Linked DNA regions of Macaca mulatta: region 2 is linked to region 1. The links are chromatin contacts, called in public Hi-C maps. All regions are on one chromosome and are shown on one strand. Each heading gives the region's core, a stretch centred on a gene start, on an enhancer-like site or on the middle of the called end of the contact. The rest is flanking DNA. Distances are from core to core; before and after follow the strand shown. Region 1 holds the start of GRPEL1 (GrpE like 1, mitochondrial). Region 2 holds the start of BLOC1S4 (biogenesis of lysosomal organelles complex 1 subunit 4).

The links. A called contact is a pair of places that touch in the nucleus more often than the background predicts.
Region 2: a Hi-C map of cortical neurons shows a contact between it and region 1, with 3 times the contacts expected there. The contact joins the promoter of BLOC1S4 here to the promoter of GRPEL1 in region 1. A contact is called at or near these places in 8 of 14 Hi-C or Micro-C datasets (CD4 T cells, blood, cortical neurons and 4 more).

What each region holds. Positions count from the first base shown.
Region 1 is chr5:5,967,200-5,970,898 of T2T-MMU8v2.0, forward strand. GRPEL1 (GrpE like 1, mitochondrial) reads left to right here and starts at 1,970. Exons shown (of 4, transcript NM_001261551.1): 1 at 1,970-2,061. The coding sequence starts at 2,000.
Region 2 is chr5:6,320,706-6,324,404 of T2T-MMU8v2.0, forward strand. It overlaps BLOC1S4 (biogenesis of lysosomal organelles complex 1 subunit 4), which reads right to left and starts at 1,839. Exons shown (of 1, transcript XM_001091640.5): 1 at 660-1,839. The coding sequence starts at 1,807. The coding sequence ends at 1,157.

The DNA of each region.
Region 1 (3,699 bases), core at 720-3,219:
CTCTGTCTCAAAAAATATATATATAAAATAAAATAAATTGTATTGCAGAAAACTACAAACACATGCAAAAGAAAATCGTCATAACTCCTGTGGCATTCATCACCCAGCTTCAACCATTACTAACAATTGCCACTTGTGTTTCACCTGTCCTTGAATTTTTTTTCACGGAGAATTTACAAAGTGAATACCAGACATAGGGGCAATTTACTGTAAATACTTCCGTTTGCATCTCTAAAGGTTAGGACATTTTACCCACCAGCCGTTACTGCTCCCTACCAAAAGTATCGATAACTCCCAGTTTCCATCTAATACCCGGTTTATATTCCAATTTCCCCCACCTATCTCTCAAATGCCTCGTTTAAGCTGGTTTGTTGTGTCATGATCCAAATAAGTTCCACGCATTCAATTCAATGGCATCTTTTAAGCTCGTTTATTCTCTAATAGTTCAGTTCCACTTTCTTTTTTTTCCTCCAGGCTCCAATTAATTATATTATCATCATAATTATACTATTATCTTAATTACTGGTATTAATTGACAAGGTCATTTGTCCTGTACAACATCCCACATTTGGGGTTTATTTTTTTGCGTCTTTCTGCAAGGGGCATATTACCTGGCAAACAGTAGGTGTTAATCAGCATGGGTTGAATGGTTTCAATGGGAGAAAAGCAAAAGAATAAAAGTTTGGTCCTTTACTCAAATGGTCCTACTTTCACTAATGTAACAAGCAGGCAACACACCACTTGAGAAGCCACCAACTCGCGCCCTGGGATCCTGGGGAGGGCATGGGCTCTAAGTCTGGGATCCTGGGGAGAGCATGGGCTCCCCCGCGGGATCCCGGGAAGGGCACAGGATCGAGCCCTGGGATCCCGGGGAGGGCAGGGACTCTTAAGTCTGGGATCCTGGGGAGGGCACGGGCTCCAGTCCTCAGATCTTGGCAGTCAGAACTGCACTCCAGGCCACGCTGTGCTGAAGCGGGAGCCAGGCCCTATCTCCCACGGGAATCCCGCTTGGGGGCCGGCACCGGGACCATGAGAACACGCCGCCCCTGCTCTTCCAGCACCTCTGCTCTTGGGGGTATGCGCTACAGCAGCACGGACCTCGGTCAGGTTATGAAGACGTGTGCATTTATGAGCTTTAGTTGTGCCCCAATGTTTTCTATACGCTGTTCTTAGTCTGTTTTTCGTGTTTTGAGAAAACTGAAGATAACAGAAAGGTACAAAACACACGCCCATATGCCCATCATCCAGCATCAAAACCGCCAACATTTTGTCCCATTTGCTTCCTGGGTTTTGTTTCCCGTTTCACCAGAACTCACTGGTTGAGACGGAGACCCCAGCGCCTTCTCCTCTCCGCCTCGGGCGCCCGGAGAAGCAGGGTCGGGGTGGGGGCGCCTTCCCAAGCGGTTGCCTCCGCGGTTATTTCTCAAGCACCTGCGCCGCCGTTTGGGTGGCGCTCGCGCCGAGGCTTCAGTTTCATTTAGCAAACATGGAGTGCTCCGCGCCGATCTGGAGCCAGGGTGTGAGGGTGAACAGTGCTCCCCACGCTCGTTCCCAGAGCAAAGGGAGGCCCGGAGTGTCAGCGCACTGGCGGGTGCAGGCCGGGAAACGGGAAACTGGCACTGGGCTCCTACCCAAACCCCGGCTCCGAAGCCCCTGCCGGCTCGCAACGCGCACGCCCCAACCCGGGCTCTGGGCCCACCCCCTCACGCTGCCTCCTCATTGGCTCCTCCCGGCATCGCCACGCCTACTGGAGGCTCCTCCCAATGCTCACTTCACCTTTCACCTCTTCGCGGCCGCCGGTAAGCCTCAGGCCCCGCCCACCGAGGGGGTGGAAATGCTCTTCCGTGACCCACAATTATTGGTGACTATTGCCTGTCCATAACAGGAAAAGCGGTTACGGATTGGCTGAGGCGAAGTAGTAGGGCGGAAAAGTGGGTATAGCTGCCTGCACGCACGCTTGGTGCGTGCGCGGCGACGGCGGCGGCAGGCAGTGGCAATCATGGCGGCTCAGTGCGTGAGGCTGGCGCGGCGCAGTCTTCCGGCTTTGGCGTTGTCTCTCAGGTAAGGGGCACTTGGCCTCCCTCAGCTGAGGTGGGAGCGCGACCTCCCGCTCCGATGGGGACCTTTCCTGGCCCCGGGGCCTCCTCCCCGGCCCCGGAGCTGGGCATCCCCAGGCTCGCGGTTCCCCGCTGCGGGACGCGGATCGCCCCGCTGGGGCCTGCTCTGCGGCCAGGCTCTCCGTTCGGGGCTTTGGAGAGGCCGAGCATGGCCACCTGGGCGGGAAGGGTGGAGTGGGCGGGCGCCGTGTCAGGAGAGTACCGCAGCACTGGGGCGTCTGGCTCGGAAGGTACGGTGGTCCACGTGCGCGTGTGGTCCAGGGCCAGCGGCGACGCCTCGCGCGCGTTCACGACCTCGGCGCTCACGGGCGCAGAGGCAGCCGCAACTTGTGTGGTTGAAAAAGCGACCAAAGAAGCCCGAGACTTGTCCAAGGTCACGCAGCGAGGCCGAGCCCGGCCGGGTGTGCCCTAGGCAGGAGCTGTTACTCATTTCCGTGCGGCGGCTCGAGGCCGGGGCCACAGCGGTGATCGGGAAACTTCGTGTCGCAAGGTGCGTGTTGCCCGTTCACGGGCTTTTTCCACTCGGCCTCGAATTCCTTCACTCCACCTTCTCCAGCGTCTGAGATCAAAAGAGCAGTCGAGCCTGTGCCGCTGCTGGACGAAGAGTTTGTTGAGACAAGCGCACATTTCGGGCCTGAGGGCCACGAGAGTCAGTGCCCTTTTTTTTTTCAAACCTGCTGCTTCTGCTTTTTAAAAGTTCTACCTCAGAAGTTAGTATGGCAAGTACTTGCTGGAGGAGCTGCCTAGAACCAAGTTATTGATTAGAGAAGCCACTGAGGGCCAAATTGGCCAAAAGCTGGGCAGCGAGAAGCGGTTTTTCCCTGAAAGAGAGCAGGTAGGTGAGGTGAAGATCACTTTCAGTCGAGGTGATTAAGGGGTAAGTGCGAGCTTAATAAATTATATCTTAAAAACATAGGAGCCAAGAGCAGCGACCCACGTGGAATACTTGAGTAAAAAGAATTTGGTAAAGTAATTGGTGGTTTTGTATTGGAATTAATTGCCAGGAAAGCGACCACCGAGTCATCATCATTTCTGTCTCTAGAATGGTAGTTCTGTGGAAAGATGCTCAACTAGGGAAAGGGAGGAGAGCTGACTGGTAGTCATAGCTCTCAGAGTAGTTACTGGGCTTTCTGAGACTCAGTTTCCCTCTGCAGAACGAGATGGCCCTGGGTGTGGGTCCTGTTGCATTCCTGGCCACACTTTGTGTTGGCTGTGCTTTGGAAAGGGGTCAGTGCAGAGCTGACCTGCAGAAAGGCTGGTGGCTGTCACACCCCCAGGCAGAACAGCTGGAGAGGGAGGTGGGCTTCACAACAGTATACTCAGTTTTTATTTAAATTCTTAGTTTTTTAAATTCACAAGAGTAAAAATATAAAATGGTCATCGCTCTCCACCCCCATGGCAAGACTGTAAGATGCTTCCACTCCACTTCTTTCCACAGATCTGAGATAATAATAAGTACACAGGATTTCTAGTTTGTCTTTACAAAAATAGGATCCTGTTTTGTGTATTTTTCTGTAAGTTGCATTCCTTAACAGAACACCCAAAGTGTATCCAATAAATGGCAGTTTAACCCATTTTTAGG
Region 2 (3,699 bases), core at 589-3,088, 350 kb after region 1:
TGAAAATACAGCTACTCTATGAATCTCGAAGACCTGTGATGACACTGAAAATGACACAAAAGCAACCTAAGCTGTATGCTTTTTTAGCGTCTACTATTTAGGAGGGCCACCTTATGAAATAGATTTGAATCTCAAAAAAAGACTACTGTATCTGCAAGAAAATCCTAATACCATTCACTCACACAAATGATTTAACTCTCCATTTCAAGGGGAAAGAAATATACCATGCTCTGAAACAGAAGCTATAGCTTTTCGCATTAGTTCTCTAAAGGAGGTATACTCAAGCCCCTCTTCTTTATCTCACTACCAAAAGCATATGAGCAATACGCCTATTTCGAACAAACACAAGCCAATATGTGAAATTCTTTTCAGAAGGAAATCATGTCCAGTAAAACTTAAAATTTCTATTAATATTTAAATTATAAACCAAAATTGGCAACCCACACACACACACATATATATATTTGCTATGGACAAATCAAGACTGTGAGGTCATACGTTCAAATACAACTTTGGAATTAGTCACAAAAAATCAACATATTTTCTCAGAAATTGTACCATTTCCTTTGGTTTACAATCCACGCTACAGGATGTTTAATCTTAAATAATGTACCATTTACCCTAAGAGTAGGGTGCAGAAAACTGAATGACTACTAGGATTGAATAATAACAAGGCTTTAATGGCTCAATTTTCTTATGATTATACAAACATACAAATCTTGAAAAGGTAACGCCGTGTAGTAAAATCCATAAAAATAACAGTTTTGCCACAGTGCAGAGCAAGTTCATTCAGTTTGATTCCCCATGCCCTCGCCAAGCAGCTTTCTGATTAGAGCTGGAAGACACAGGCTGGGCGCGGAGGCGACCCTGTAGTCCCAGCTACTGGGGAGGCTGAGGTGGAAGGATCACTTGAGTCCAGGAGTTTCCGGCCAGTGTGGGCAACATAGCAAGACCCCGTCTCTTTTTTTAAAATTGGGAGGCATAAAGTCTATACATTCTACACTGAATCATGAATACACTACGGAGTGTGTGCAGAAAGTAAACCCTGAAATCCCACACTCCAACATCATGTATGTCCATGAGCAGGATTTGCAATTCACTTCATACTGGAGGTAAGCACCTCAGCTGGGGTCCTCTTGCCGCAGTGGTCAGGCCGTCAGAGCTGAGGCCTTTCACTACAAGGGAAGTAGTCTTCGGTCCGAAACAGGACGGGGGCTTCGTAGCCGGCTTGCTGTGGCCTCGAGGGAGCAGACTTGCTAAAGAGCGAGGGCACGTTCATCGTGTGCAGGAGCTTCTTGAACGCCCTGGGGAAGGTGCCCAGCTCGGCCTCGGCCTTGGTGACCTGCTCCTCCATCCTGGCTACGCGGCCGCCCACCATCCTCACGAAGGCCTCCAGCCGGTCGATCCTGCTGTAGATGTGTCGCATCTCGGCGGCCTTCGCGTGGATGCGCGGCACGCCCTCGCTGACGACTTGGGAAGAGTCGCCGCGAAGCATGTCCAGCATGCCCACGAACTCGTCCACTCTGGTGAGCAGGTCCTCCAGGCTCGCGTCCAGGGCCTCGACCTCGGGCCGCGCCCCGGCCCCAGGCAGCAGGCAGGCGGCGTAGCCCGCAGCGGCGCGGCGAAGCAGCGGCAGGTCGCGGCCCGGCGCACCGTCCTCCGCGCCCTCATCCTCCCACGGCCCCGAGGCGCTGCTGTGGCTCTGGGACACAGTGCCACTGTCCCCGCTCCAGGCGGCGCCCTGAGGCTCGGCCTCTTCCGCCAGCCCCTCGGGCGGCGCTCCGCTATCTGAGGAGCTACCCTCCATAGCGACCACCTTGCTATGCAGCGCCCGCTTCCGACCTCCGCGCGCTCACGCTCACGCACACGCACGCACGCGCGCTCACGCCTTTGCTTCCGGCGGCCTGAGAGCGCGTCTGTGCACGCGCACCCACCTTTGTTTCCGGCCTCCCAGCGCGTTCACGCTCACGCATGCGCGCTGCGGTTTTCTCACGCCCGCGCTCACATTCAACCTTTTTTTTTTTTTTTTTTTTTTTTTTTTTAGCGAAGGTGTAGCAGGAATACAACACAGTGCATATATTTTAAATGTGCACATTGATGACTTTGTACACATCCATACAACCATGCATATTCTATCCAGACCAACTGTTAGGACATGTCCAACACCCATGAAAGTCTCCCTTCTTTCATTTCCTTTTTCTGTTTATAGTAAAATAAATGAGATAAACAAGACGAAACACAAAAGGGACGCACCTTGACTACTTTGGATGATTTTTAAAGTCCTCAGCTTCGTCTGATTGCAAATGGTGTAAAACTAAGAAATAGTAATACTTTCCAAGCAAATATCAAATCCAGGGTACTGCCAGAAGAAAACAAAGATGAAGTTGAGATTTGACGGTAAAATCCTTTAAAATCTCATAAAAAGCAAAGATTGTGCCTCAGGATACCATTCACTTAGACTAACAGCTCCTTAAAGAGATTAATGGTGTGGCTCAATCAAACAAAATTGATGGACTTTGGTTTGAGTCCATCAATCAAACCACAGGGCCTCCAGAAGGCTTAAGGCTTGTTCCTCAGTATTAGCAGAACCCCAAAATAGATAGAGATGGACTTATCTCAAAGGGATTTGTAGGTTGCACTTTTGTCTAACGGAGTGAACCCTGATGAGATTCACAGGAGACCTATTAAGTTTTTTAAAGATAATTATATTGACACAAACATTGCAGATTGGACTGGAAGGGAAAGGCCTTTGGAGCCCCTCTCCCCAAACTTCTACAAGCAGGAATCAGACTGAGAAAAAGACTCATTAGCAAACACATGGTACATTTCATGAAAAAGGAAGTATAACCAGGAGCCCAGATGGTAGAACTGGGAGTCATGGAGTCCTAGACCTTGAGACTGGATGGCAGAGTTACCATGGACTGGTAACTTGTTTGTACTTCCAATTTCCCCCTTTTTGAACAGGAGTGGTAGTGGCTATCTAGTGGTAGTGGTAGCGGAACAGGTCTGTAGTGATTATCCTGTGCTGGCCCCACAATTGTGTATTCGAGGCATGGGGGCGGAGAACTTGTCTCCTTAGCTTCAAAAGTCTACAGATCAAGAAGAATTGTACTCTAAGAGCTGAATTTAAGGAACTACGCTCAGAAAGCCTCATCTACATCTGATCTAATTTAGAAGACAAAATTCTGGACTTAAAGCTGATGTGACAATAGGATAGTAATACTTAAAACTACATTATATTTTTAAAAATGTATCTTTTGGGGACGTTGGATGGAGGGGAGTGTGGTTAGCATGTTAAAATGGCATGAAGAATTGGTAGTCAGAGGACAAACTGTGATTGCTAGCCAGCCTTCAAGATGACTCCCAGTGGTTTCTTCCTCCTGGTATTCTCACTCTTGTGTATTCCCTCTTGTTGAGTATGTACTGGACTTAGTGACTTCACTTGCTCATAATAAACTGAAGAAGACAGAAGCGATGTTGTATGATTTGGACATTAGTTCATAAAAGGTAGTGTGGCATCTCCTTCCCTCCAACCTGAGAAAGGAAAATAAATCTTACAATCACTAAGCTAAAAGAAAAGTCAAGTTGGAAACTGCTCAGGGCAAACCTGCCTCACATTCTATTCACGGCCACTCCTCTGCTCACTGAGATAAATGCATATCTGATTGCCTCCTTTGGAGAGGCGAATCAGAAACTCAA